3 separate regions of the Mus musculus genome follow, and all the other regions are linked to region 3. The links are chromatin contacts, called in public HiChIP or PLAC-seq maps. All regions are on one chromosome and are shown on one strand. Each heading gives the region's core, a stretch centred on a gene start, on an enhancer-like site or on the middle of the called end of the contact. The rest is flanking DNA. Distances are from core to core; before and after follow the strand shown. Region 1 holds the start of Stard3nl (STARD3 N-terminal like). Region 2 overlaps Stard3nl (STARD3 N-terminal like). Region 3 has its middle 6.1 kb from the start of Nme8.

Region 1 (4,200 bases), core at 799-3,298, 310 kb before region 3:
CTAGCTGAGGGAACTTAGTGTACATTTTCTTCACTGATGAAAAGTTTGGTATTTGCAGTATGTCTGAAAGAACAGAATGCATGTGCCACGCCCAGAAAACTGCAGGAACTAAATAAAGACACAGTAATCCTTAGAAATGCAAGTGCTAATAGGAAAGGCTCACCTACCTACTGTTACACCTTCTCAGCTCTTGTTTGGACAGAGCAGGACTGCCTGCCAGTGCTTTCCAAATGGAAAGTAGGTAAACACTGTCCTGGAAATGAGTGACAGCTGGAAGAAAGGGGATAAAAGCTAGAACTGAAGATAAGCAGAGGGTTTGAGTCTTGCCTACAGCAGCAATTAAAAGAAAAACTACTATGGGATACAGTACTAGGGAAAAGAAAGCCATTCTTAAGAGGACCTCTAAAGAGAAAATATAAAACAATTAATGATTTCATAATCAAAACAAACAGAACGCGGCTGAGAGTTTAGGAGTGCCTCGGAAGGTATCTGAAGTCCGCACTTCCACAAGGAAGCCTGTTCCTTCTTCAGCATTGCCCAACCCAGGTCAGCTCAGCCACCTCACTAGCCCACCATTAAGGATACAGCACTGCTGGACTCTCCTCCCACTGTGCCTGCTCTTCCAGCTTCTGCATTTGTAACTGGACACTTCCTGCTCCTCCCCTGACTAAATCACTCTAAACATTCAGGTCTCATCCAGAGCATCACCTCTTCAGGGACATTTTCCCAGATCCCACACCACAGCCACACCAATGTCCCTTACTGCCAGATTTTCTAGCATTCATTCCTATCTAAAATCATATTGTTATTTGCACATATATTCTATCTTCACTAAAATCAAAGGAACTCGAGGACAGAAACCTTATCTAGCGTTCAATACTCAATTTTCAACACCTAAAACAGCATGTGGCATCATATAAACTGTCTAATAATTAAATCCAAATGATAATCACTATCCTGAGAAGGTAAGTCCTTGGAGCAGTTTTAAATCCATTTCTTTAATGCTTTTGACAATGCAATCTTTAAAGGTTCATGTTTGAGACAGGAAGATCTCAAAGAAAAATGTATTCTTCCTTACAATACAAAACATTACATATGTGTGAATATTATGTAGGGGGGGCACAGTCTACACTGTCCCTTCATGGGCATGATTATCTAGCATTTTACTTATGCACAGATGCAGCCAAAAATACTGTAAACTGCTCTTTGTCATCAAATCTTGCTCTATAAGTGGATGATGGACAGAAGAAGCATAGATGGGATTTACCGTTAGGAACCTTAAACAAAAACATCAGACGGAACTTGCTATAGTAACTCGGTACCCTGGGAGGTCAGACGGCTACTGTGTTCATTCAATCAGCCTTACTAACCTTATCCAAACTAGTACTGGGTCAAGTGATGGATTCCATCTGTGAACAGAGACAAATGCCTTTACAACTGCCATACTAAGAGAACACTAAGAAAAGTTCCACAGTGTCCACCCATGTTCCAACCAAAAGAGGAAGAAAAAGAGCCCTACTGAGATTTAAAAAAAAAAAAAAAAAAAAAACTAAAGGCAGGATGAGTGGGCAATGCGGAGAGCTGAAACCATGGCTAGAACATTCATGACTCATGCTTTAATTTTCGTTTTGTTTTGTTACATCAGGGCTTTTCTTGACGAAGGCACAAGGCCAGTAACAGACAGTACCTGCCGGCCTACACCCGCATGTCACCTTGGACTTGATGCGGATGCAAGGCACGGGGCCGAGGCTGGACCACCTGCCTCCCGGTGAGTGTGGGTGTGGGCCCGGGGCCAGCTTCCCTCCCGCGCTCCGCCGCGTTCCGCGGCTGCACCCACAGGCCCCACGGCCAAGGCCAGGTCTGGGGAGCCCGGCAAACCCTGGAACCTCAGGCATTTGGCTTCACGACCTGCCCAGCAGGGCGCGGAAAGACAGCCTACCTCCTCCGCGGCGCGAGCCGCCCGCCGGCCTGCAGACACGGCTCCGCGGTCCCCGCCGGCGGGGCTGGGGCGGGGCTGCAGGGCGGGACCCTGTCCGTGACGTCAACGCGCTGGTCACGCAAAGACGCTGCGGCTTGCTGGAAAAGTGAATAGTGGCAGAGGAGACGGCGGGTTGGTTTACAGAACTGTCAGTTTTCGGACGACCAGTAGATGGCTCATAAAGGAGGCAGTGGGCGGGCCTAGGACTAGCCGCGCCTCCAAAGCCTGTTAAGGTATCCAGCTTCTAACAGCAGGCTTTTAGTGGGTTTTACCTTCCTGAGAATTCTACGGAAGGCTTCTCTTAGATAGGTTTTAGGCTGCAGCCGGTGAGGGGTAACTCTGAGAGTGGATTTCAGGCCCTGGCCCCTTGGTTTCAGCTGTCCACTAAGAACTTGTCTATTCTAGGACTCGACCGTAAGTCTCAATCAGCCCAGTCTTACGTAGGAGTAATGCCTTTGTCTTACTGATAGTTAAGGCTAACTGTATTTACTTAGTTGTTATACACGACATTGGGCACTAAGTGATGTTTTAGATTTTTCCAATAGCTGGTACAGTTACGTCCTTAAATGCAAGAATACAAAGGAAGATAAAATATATTGCACTATGAGTGCTGAAGACTCTCAGCCTGTTAGAGGAAAATAATATTAAGAATAGTATTTTTAATAGATACTCTTATAAAGTAGTTTAATCGTTTTTATAATGTTTACATTACAAATGTGAATTTATATACGTGCAAAATTTTGAACAGTGCAAGTTGGGTGAGAACTGTTTTTATAAACCAATCAAAGGCTCAGTCTTTGTGTGATGGGTCCTTCCTGCATTGACATGTGAAAATATTTGTTAACACTCAAGTTCAGTTCTTCATCTAGCCTTAAATGTGCCTCATTGCTTTTTAAATGCTAAAAGTCTTCAGCGCCAATGATATAACTTGCCATCTCTATGCCCTTAAACATACAGTTTGTTTGGATTTTTTTTTTTAATTGCTAGTATGAGAAATGCTACCTTAAACATGTGTGAATGTGTTTTCCTACTTCTGTCCAAGTACTGCTTATGGTGCAGATGACAACAAAAGAACAGACTAGATCTCAGGCATACATCTTCAATCCTAGTAGTAGAGTCTTCAGATAAGGGCCCCTAGTGTTGCTACAGTGTTCATTTCCACCCATAAAGTTTAAATAATCCTATTTACTACCCTTTGGAAGAGAAATAATATGCAAGCTTTTGTTGTTGTTGTTGTTTTTTTCAAATTGATGAGCATGAGAAAAGTTAGGGTTAGGGTGTGTGTATATATACAAACTAAGTTCAGGGTTCTTGTATACAATGATTTGGGTGACAAGGTGAAGCAACTTGTGTGACTACTGTAATGCAGACGCCTTCCACTTAGTAATTAAAACACCTCACACTATCCTAATACTGTCACCGTGATTAGTTTTGCCTGCTTTCAGACTTTTGTATACATACAAAGTACATACTTACTCCAAGGCTCCTTTTTCTTGATACCTGTGATGGCTGGTATTGATTATCAGCTTCACACGATCGAGAATCATCAAGAAGACAGATGTCTGGGCATGTCTGTGTAAGTTTCTAGCTTGTGTTAATTGAGGTGGGAAACCCACTCTAAAGCCACCTCATTCATATTCTGCGGTCCCAGAACAAGTAAGATGGAGAAATGAGTGGAATAGCTGTGTTCATGTTGATGTGTTTCCAGATATGTAGATGTATCCCACACTTCGGCCACCATGCCTTTTCTGCCATGTTGGATAGTACCCTAAATATAAGCCCAATATATCTTTCCTGAACTTGCTTTCTGTCTTATATTTTATCTAAACAATAAGGAAAATAAGTAATATATCACTATATTTGTAATACTAATACATAGTAAAAGTGTTATAGTAATTTATCCATTCTCAGTTTTGTTTATAATTCCAAATGTTGTTCATTCTACTGTTGCTCAGCATTAGGTAATTGGATGTTTGGAGTAATTACAATGATGCTGTTATGGATATTCTTGCACCTTGTCATTGGTACCTGTAACTATACATTTGATCTTGATATATAAGAAATGTCTCACTGTGCCTCAGGATATAAATACATGTTTAGCAGGAATAGACATTTCCTAGTAAATTTTTGGTTTCATCAATTTCCACATCCGCAAACAAGGAAAAAAATCTGGATGCTCAATATTTGGATGGATAATATTTTCAGCTGTAATCTTTCATACT
Region 2 (4,299 bases), core at 919-3,418, 340 kb before region 3:
AAGGAATATAACACAATGGGCTAATGATCATCCTGAGAGAGATAAAAGGAGAGTCAAAAACCAACCATCTGTGTGCCTGCAAGTACTATATTTAACCAGGAAATCACTAAAGCAGTAATAATAAATACACTCAAAGGATACAATCAATTTAAAAAGTAAAGACAGGCAAGAGGAAAAAGATAGACAGAGATTGTCAAGATGGGGTAACATGAATGCGCAGAGACTGAAACACAAGTCCTGGAGTGGGAGAGCAGTCAGGAGTGGCTGTGAGGGGATCTGGAAGGCAAGCCGGGCAGCAGAAAGAGCTCGCTCACTAGGGAGTGACTGATAGCATGCAGACTGCACAGCAGAGGGCACTGTGCAGAGACAGATGCTGGCCACCTCATGCCAAGGAAACGGAAATGTGCATGGGGAGGTTGGGGATCCGGAAGACATTTGAAGGATACTAGCCAAATGTTCCTGGGGCTGTTGAGAGCCATTAACCCATATACCTAACAGCTGAAGAAATGTGAATACAGATCTCCGCAGAGGGCCACATCACCAACCTGCTGATAATCATCAGGAAACACTACAGCAGGTCAGAATACACGCGTACCAGTAAAGCAAGGTCTAGAAGAACCTAGAGCTGTAAAGGCCTGCATCAGACCCTAAGAAAGGACTGCAGGAAAGTAAGTAAAATAAATAAATAAATAAGTAAATAAGTAAAATAAGTGACGTTTTTACAAAGAAGGAAAAGATTATGCTAACTGCAATCCAAAGGGAGTCGGAGAAACCACTGGCTTGGCACTCTCAGCAAATGTCAAGTGGGTCAGTGGGGGAGTCACTGTTTTGATAACTGTTTCATAGACAAATGGACAGAGATAGCTGACATCAAAAGAATGTGCATGTAGTCTTGTGTTTCTTTTATATATGAAAAGTAATTAAAATATAGCATAATCCTAAAAAATGCAAAACCATCCAACCAAAAATACCCTAATTTTGATCGAAACTTCTAGATAAAATCCACAGGCAAATTTCTTTATGACCCAGAGTGAAGGTTGAGAGATCTTAGCTATGACTGCTAATAACTATCATCATCAGACTAGACTCATAAGCTACGCTTAATTGACATTAAGACACAACACCCAAGAAGCCCACAGGCAGGCACCACCTGAAGTGGGCTTCGAAGACTGACTGAGGTAACTGCAGAATCTCCTAGCTGCTGGAGTGCTGAGAGTATGAGTGTTGTGCTCAGTCCTAACGAGGGTATCTGCATCTCCTCCAAGGCTCAGAGACCACGCAGGACCGCGACAGGGAAGACGGTGCCAACCACTCACTATCTGATGGGCATGATCTGGATAGTCAATAATAAACTTGCAAAAGCTGTAGCTGCCTACACAAGACTGGGAAGATCAATAACTAATCATGAATGAGGTTTGAGTGGTCATGGGGGCCCTGCTTCTCCCCGGGGGGCGGGGGTTACTGAATCTGGTGGGCCTTGGGGGAGGGGTAGTGCAGTCATTGGTGGGTTCCCCAGGCTCCAGTCAACAGTGTCACCTATGCTCACAGGACTCTGGTTAAATCCAGTAGATAACAAACCAAACGAGAAGGCATGAGAATGAGGGGGCTCTGCAGAGAGGAGAAGGGGTTCACTAGAGTGGGAGGGGTGGGGTGGAGTGTGATCAGACTGTGTTATATAAATGTGTGGAGGGGCTGGTGAGATGGCTCAGTGGGTAAGAGCACCCGACTGCTCTTCCGAAGGTCCAGAGTTCAAATCCCAGCAACCACATGGTGGCTCACAACCACCCGTAATGAGATCTGACTCCCTCTTCTGGAGTGTCTGAAGACAGCTACAGTGTACTTACATATAATAAATAAATCTTTAAAAAAAAAAAATGTGTGGAATTATTACAGAACTTAATTGAAATGTGAAGTAAATATAAAGTGAAAAGACCTAAGAGATGTGGAGCGGGGATGTGGAAGAGATGTCAGCATGTAGAGACTTGTAAGTTAAAGACAGCGAGCACCTCTGTAGTTCTGTTAGCCTACCAAAAGCAGACGTGTACAACAGCAAGGACTTGTAAGGATAAAGCCAACATTCACGGCCTGAAGTATGTGCGGAGGAGAGGGCTTCGATGAGCAGCTTCCACTCATGAAAGTTAATAAATGTTCAAACACGTAAGTGGCTGTTCCTGGCTCAATTACTTATTAACAGCCCAAATTGCAGTCCAAAGTGCCAGCGACTGACAAGTGGTGCAGCGTCACACTGTGCAAAAACAGGCACTGATGCCTGCAGAAAGAGCAGCTGAATGCAGAAACCACATGGCATGACTGTTACTAGTGTATGTCCAGGGGACACGGCATCACGATAGGAAGCACAGCAATAGTGACCTCAGCATGACTGTACAGGCACAGGGGCTAAGTGCAACCATGCGCGAACAGTTTACTGTTATAAGACAACCTAAAAAACTAGCCAAAACTCAGTGGCAATTCCCCAAATGACCACTAGGTGGTAGACATCACAGATGAATTGTCACCCTGGAAAGCTTGATGGGGTAAAACTAGTTCATTTAACTATCATTCACAATAGATGTATTTATTTGTAGTATGTAAATTTATATACTTTCATAGAGCTTAAAACATACATTAATTAATAACCCCGGGAATGGGTTTTTAATGCTTTAAATATTCTCTACACAAAGGGTGACCACCTAATTGAGAACCCTTCTGAGGGATGAAGGAATGAGGCAAAGCAGGGGCATGACAGCTCTTGGAATCTTAGCACCTTTATTTTGACTTGCCCACAATAAGTTAGTATTATACAGTTTGAGGTACTCATCTATTCATCCACCTGTCCACTGGCCCGGGATCAAACCGAGGCCAGACAAGTGCTGCACTCAATACTACACATCTTCAGTCCCAAACTAGCCTGCATTTCAAACCAGACTCCCAGTGGGGGTAAAGAACTGCCCCACCTAAGCATGCCACTTAGTTCATTTCTGCTCAGTCAGCATCGTCACTGCAGCCACATGGGTAGCCCAGGCCTTCCTTCTCTGCAACTGGAAGCTTTGGGAACAAAGCGGGCTCTAGTTCCAGCCGCACCTCCACTGGGCTGTGATGATTTCTGTATTCCCATTCTAAATGCCGAGCTGTTCCTTCCTATGAGAAGAAGATAACATTTCTAGGTTCACGTCCTAGAATCTCCTTCTCTACTTAACCCACCGTTCCCGCAGACAGAAATCTACCATGAGTCAGGCATTAGTTTGGGTGCCGGGTCACAAGGCAAGCAAGGCAGCCCCCAGTCTTCTGACAGCACCAGTCTCTGCAGGCAGGCAGCATTGCTCCCTCCCTCTCAGCATTATGAGAGTCTGTGTGAGAAAATGGCTTGCCAGTTTTAAGCACATTACCTTCTGTAATAGTTTCATTTTTTTCCAAATTGAACATTCAGGTAACACAAATGTAACACAGGAAAGCAAGCTCTTTGAGAATCCACCTGTGTTTACCAATACTGATGCGTATCTTGTGTAAATAAAGCAGTGCCTACAGGAACGCTACCTACAGAATTGTCTCTGTTCTCTCTGGCTTCATAACCCAGTGGTAGTTCTCCAGAGGACCACTAGGTGGTGGCAGACATCACAGACTAAAGGCCCTTGCGGGTCCTGGGAAGCTTGACAGAGAAGAACCAGTTATTAGCCTGCTGAGCTGAGCTCCTTGTTAAGAAGACAAATTGATAATGAGAAATTGTATAAGCTAACAGTTACATTTTGAATTAGACTATAAGTTCCATTTTTTGAAACGAGCCCTATGACATAAAATATCTGAATCAAATAGTCACACGATGTTAAGTAGCAAAGCGCTTCACTTCAAACTGTACTTTTTATAGGTTTCAGACCGACACTAACATGTACGTGGGATTGTCCATGTCGTGCTGTTCTGGACCCCACATCAACAATCCACAATGTAAGCAGCCTTAAGTTCCTCCAGTGCAAGACCACTCACTGCACAGGGCTGCACCTTCACAGCCCTTTCCTCTATCTAATGCTGGGACTACAATGTAGCCTCTAATTCACCTTACATCCCAGAGGTAGAAACAGACCAAATAACTGCTACATATGGGGCAGGATGACAGGGCTGCAGAACAGGACCTAGAAGTCTAGGAGTACCCTAACCAAGACAGCAGGAGGGTGGCTGTGGAGAAGACTGGATGGAGGCTCTTGGAGCTTTAGCTAGAGCTACAATGTTCAGAACAGAAGCAATAAAATGCACAATGGCTTGAGGGCCTTGGAGCCCAGGTTTTCTGGAGACTAAGAAGGGAAAAGA
Region 3 (4,136 bases), core at 923-3,422:
TGGGCATAGTAACCAGTCACTTTCTGATTGGATCTAAGTTTCAACCCATGAAATAGAACCTATACATGACACTATTAAAAGAGCCAAATACCTGTGGCTAGATAACTCTAGGGAAAAAGTCATTACTATGATTATGCTAAATAATTAATGTATTAAAATGACTCTTAATGACTGACTGCTATACCCATAAATGACCAGAGCATCTTTCAACCTTTCTCAGAAAAGGTTTTCCTTGCAGTAAATGGCAGTTGACTCAGAGAGCCTCAACTGGTTGATATACAGAGTAAGGGGAATGCTCAGACCTAAATAGGACATTCGTATCCTCTAGGTTCATAGGTCTATGTAGAAGAGGCAGACATTTTGTAAGAACTAGAGGCGGTCAGTACCATCAAAGAAATGGTGCTTTCCATCAATAAGACAGCTGCCATGTGAACTCACAATAATTGTAACAGCATGTACAAGACCTGAACAAGCTTCAGCCAGACAAAATCTTAATTAGCATGGGAATTGGGGAGAGGTGGGCAAGAAATCCCATCAGCAGCTGAGGATCTGGTATTTTGGAGTTTCTGGGTGAGGAGAGTAAATTTTCTTTAATGCTGTGACCCCCTGATAGGCTGACCACACACCACAGCTGGCCACACTCCCGATACTAACTAGGCAACAGAGTTGAGACAGGAGGAGAGGGGCAGGGAGAGGAAAGGGAAGACGAAGAGGAGGAGGAAGAAGAAGAAGAGGAAGAGGAAGAGAGGAGGAGGAAGAGGAGAAAAGTCATTTCCAAGTCAGGTGGAAAGGGATGGGAGGGTAGAAGCGAAGATAGTGGAAACTGTGAAGGAGTTAGATGGTAGAAGTTTTCAGAATACATTGTACAGAATGCTCAAAGAATTAATAAAATTATTGGGGGGAAAGCTGAGCACAAAGGAGTAGGCACAGGTCAACAGAACAGAATAAAGCATCTAGAATTCTTTTAAAACCTAATGATCATTGGGAGCATTGAAACAATCATACAGACGGCCCTTGCAGAATTGCCCAAACCTTCCATTTGGTGGGGGAAGGGCAGGGAGAAATACAGTAAGTTTACTTACGCATGCAAAGATTAAATAAATGCATCACTGGGCCAGGTTGTAAGGTTGTAATCGGATGAAATGAGTTAAATACTGCATCTTTTCTGATTTTCAAGTTCAAAATTCTTGTGGCTTTCTTAAAATTTTAATAATTTCATTTTTGTACAGAGATGTGTTTTTATTTCTTATATCCAGGGTTTACAAAGTATAATATTATTAATTTGATAAACAATGTGATTGATTGCTTATTTTTAAAATATTGGCTTAATCTTTGTGCGACTTATTTCATTGCTAGAAATACTTCTCCACCAGTGAATGTGGTCTTAAAAAGAAAGGAGGAAAGGGTGTCTGCGTTTACTCTGTGACAACACAGAAGACATTTGATTTAGTATCATCAGGAAATTGTCCTGTGTTCTTTCTGTAGTCTAGATTTCAGTTGCTTTCTCTACCCAATTAATCAGGGTGCTTTATAGCTAGGAAATCATGGAGTCCGGGGCTGGAAATCAGAACATTTTCAGAAAATTTTCAAGAGGATTAAAAAACTTTTTTTTAAATATAATGAATTTTAAAATATTCATTTGTTGTGTTTGCTAGCACTCGTGTGCGTGCACAGCAGTGCTGCGGTTCATGAGCTGGGAAGTTGGTCAGAGGACAACCTGAAGGATTTGGGTTTCTCCTGCCACTCTGTGCTACTATTCCAAAGATCAAACTCAAGTCAGACATAGTGACAAATACCTTCACTCACCCAGACATCTCATCAGCCTGAATGTTTAGCGTTGAAAAATAATAATCTAAGTTTGAGATTGTTTTTAAATTGACTCAATCCCTCTTCAGCTGCTGGAGAAGAATAACACACACACACACACACACACACACACACACACACACACACACACACACACACTTATTTTCTAGAGTTTGAGATCTTGCTAGACCAATATTAAGGTGCTAGCAGTGGGTTAGGGACATTGTTGTGGTAACCTCATGTGGTTGATAAAGGAGATCTCTCCTGCAATCACAAGGCCACAGGCCCGCAGGGGAAAGGGCCGAATGAGAAACAACAGGAGTCTATTCACCAACGGTGGAGCCCTCAGAACTAATTACCTTTCAATGCTGCCACACTGGGGGTGGAGTTTCAGTCCAATACATGGAGCTTGAAAGGATATATTGAAACCACAGCATACCTACGGCCTGTTTTCATTATTAGTCATGATGGACTAATACCAAAAATATTCTGCAATACTGAGTCTGTGATTTGTTTAAAGGGGGCAAACAAATTTGTTATCATGACTTGGGTGTGATCATATTTAATTTAGTTAGAATATCGATCACATGGTTTTGCTGGAACCAAGGATGACGAAGGCTTGGGAGCAAGGTGCGCAATTGGGGCAAGTCTGTGTGACAATCTCCTGACAAGAGATACTCAAGAGATGTTGAACTTCTTCAAAGCTTTGCACACATGTAGTGTTGGAGGAGCTTCAGATGAGTATGTTTTCTGTTATCCAGAAATGATAGGACAAAGACCATTACTTACGATAAATATGCAAGAGTGGTGATAATGTCTCAAGTTTCAGATAAGTAAGATTAATGATAGCATCTAAATTTTTATCATATTTATGTGTATGGGTGTTTATCTGCATGCATGTCTGTACACCACATGCAGTCTTAGTGCCCAGCTAGGCCAGAAGGTGTTGAATATCATTAAAATGCAGTGACATATGTTGGTGGGCATCCATGTGGATGTTGGGTATTGTCGTCCTATAGAAGAACAGCCAGGGCTATTAACCTGAACCTTTTCTCCAGCCACCTAACTTTGTTTCTTTAACTTTGGAGGCTGGTTTATGTGCCCAGAGAATTAGAAGGAAGCAGCTTTACAAAACTGAAAACATCCAGGCTGAAGCTGCAGACTTGCAAGCAATTGGCATGGCCTGGGAGGACAGGGAAAGGCACAGTGAAGTGAAATGTGAAATTGGAGGACTGAGGGCACTCAGGCAAGTAACCAGGAACACCAATATCTAGTGACGGATAGAGTCCATGAAAATTATGAAAGAAGACTACAAACATCATCAGAGCCAGCAAGAGGAGCAGAAAGGAATGATGTCACAGTCAAACAAAGACACAGGATAAGGAAGAAAACTTCAGGAATGCTCCAGGCTTAAGTGTAGTCAGGTACAGCAAGCAAGGGGAGACCCATGCAGCCTGAACAAAATGGTTACAGTGTTGATGTGTGCACAGCTGAGTCACACAAGAAAGCTGCCCAGGGAGTGAATGTAAAGGCAGGAAATAGAACCAGAATGGACAGTGCTTTCTAGAGTCTAAAGAGTGATGGAGGGAGGGAGAGAAGAATCCATCACCAAGGAGAGGAGGTGGTAGAGGGGTTGTCTAGATATTAATAAGATGGCATCAATTTGACCATTTGAATGCTGAGTTAGCAGTCATTGAAGGCAAGGTTGCTGAGCTAGGAGACCAGAGAGGAGAGGGCATAGATGGAGGAACAGCCTCAGATGAGAGGAAGAATCTTTCTTCCAGCAAGATGCAAAACAGTAACAAGCAAAACCCAGTCTCTCTACTATCTACCTTATCCATTGTAATTATTTCTACTATATTTGTGCAAAATTTTCTATAAAAGACACCTTGATAGATCCTTGTGGTAGACAAATTCTACCTACAAAAACAAAATCTGTCTATAAAGGCTATATCGTATCCAATCTATAATCCCATTTATTTATTTTTTTTTTCCTCCAATTTTTTTTTCCCATTTTTTATTAGGTATTTAACTCATTTACATTTCCAATGCTATACCAAAAGTCCCCCATATCCACCCACCCCCACTCCCCTGCCCACCCACTCCCCCTTTTTGGCCCTGGTATTCCCCTGTACTGGGGCATATAAAGTTTGCAAGTCCAATGGGCCTCTCTTTCCAGTGATGGCCGACTAGGCCATCTTTTGATATATATGCAGCTAGAGTCAAGAGCTCCGGGGTACTGGTTAGCTCATAATGTTGTTCCACCTATAGGGTTGCAGATCCCTTTAGCTCCTTGGCTACTTTCTCTAGCTCCTCCATTGGGAGCCCTA

Evidence for each region. HiChIP or PLAC-seq counts read pairs in DNA pulled down with a chosen protein or histone mark.
Region 1: a FOXA1 HiChIP or PLAC-seq map of pancreatic cancer cells shows a contact between it and region 3. The contact joins the promoter of Stard3nl here to the enhancer-like site in region 3. A contact is called at or near these places in 10 of 39 promoter capture datasets (the 3T3-L1 cell line, 3T3-L1-derived adipocytes, the HPC-7 cell line and 6 more), 3 of 115 datasets of contacts at active chromatin or transcription factors (bone marrow-derived macrophages, fibro-adipogenic progenitors and pancreatic cancer cells) and 1 of 9 other capture datasets (liver).
Region 2: a contact with region 3 is called in an HNF4G HiChIP or PLAC-seq map of pancreatic cancer cells. The contact joins two enhancer-like sites. A contact is called at or near these places in 24 of 39 promoter capture datasets (the 3T3-L1 cell line, 3T3-L1-derived adipocytes, the C10 cell line and 15 more), 5 of 484 Hi-C or Micro-C datasets (B cells, the P5424 cell line, Sertoli cells and 1 more), 2 of 115 datasets of contacts at active chromatin or transcription factors (pancreatic cancer cells and trophoblast stem cells) and 2 of 9 other capture datasets (adipose tissue and embryonic stem cells).

Annotation. Positions count from the first base shown.
Region 1 is chr13:19,393,765-19,397,964 of GRCm38.p6, forward strand. It overlaps Stard3nl (STARD3 N-terminal like), which reads right to left and starts at 2,049. Exons shown (of 9, transcript NM_024270.3): 1 at 1,940-2,049. Gm40827 (a long non-coding RNA gene) reads left to right here and starts at 2,083. Exons shown (of 2, transcript XR_873152.2): 1 at 2,083-4,200.
Region 2 is chr13:19,362,208-19,366,506 of GRCm38.p6, forward strand. The region is part of intron 7 of Stard3nl (STARD3 N-terminal like); the gene reads right to left. Among named protein-coding and RNA genes, the nearest start is that of Stard3nl, 31 kb to the right of the region's middle. Within about 2 kb of position 2,169, at least 39 of the 459 cell types and tissues checked have an H3K27ac peak or open chromatin away from gene starts, as enhancers often do. A contact at or near this core is called in pancreatic cancer cells, where this site is marked.
Region 3 is chr13:19,701,824-19,705,959 of GRCm38.p6, forward strand. No RefSeq gene overlaps it. Among named protein-coding and RNA genes, the nearest start is that of Nme8, 6.1 kb to the left of the region's middle. Within about 2 kb of position 2,173, at least 10 of the 459 cell types and tissues checked have an H3K27ac peak or open chromatin away from gene starts, as enhancers often do. A contact at or near this core is called in pancreatic cancer cells, where this site is marked.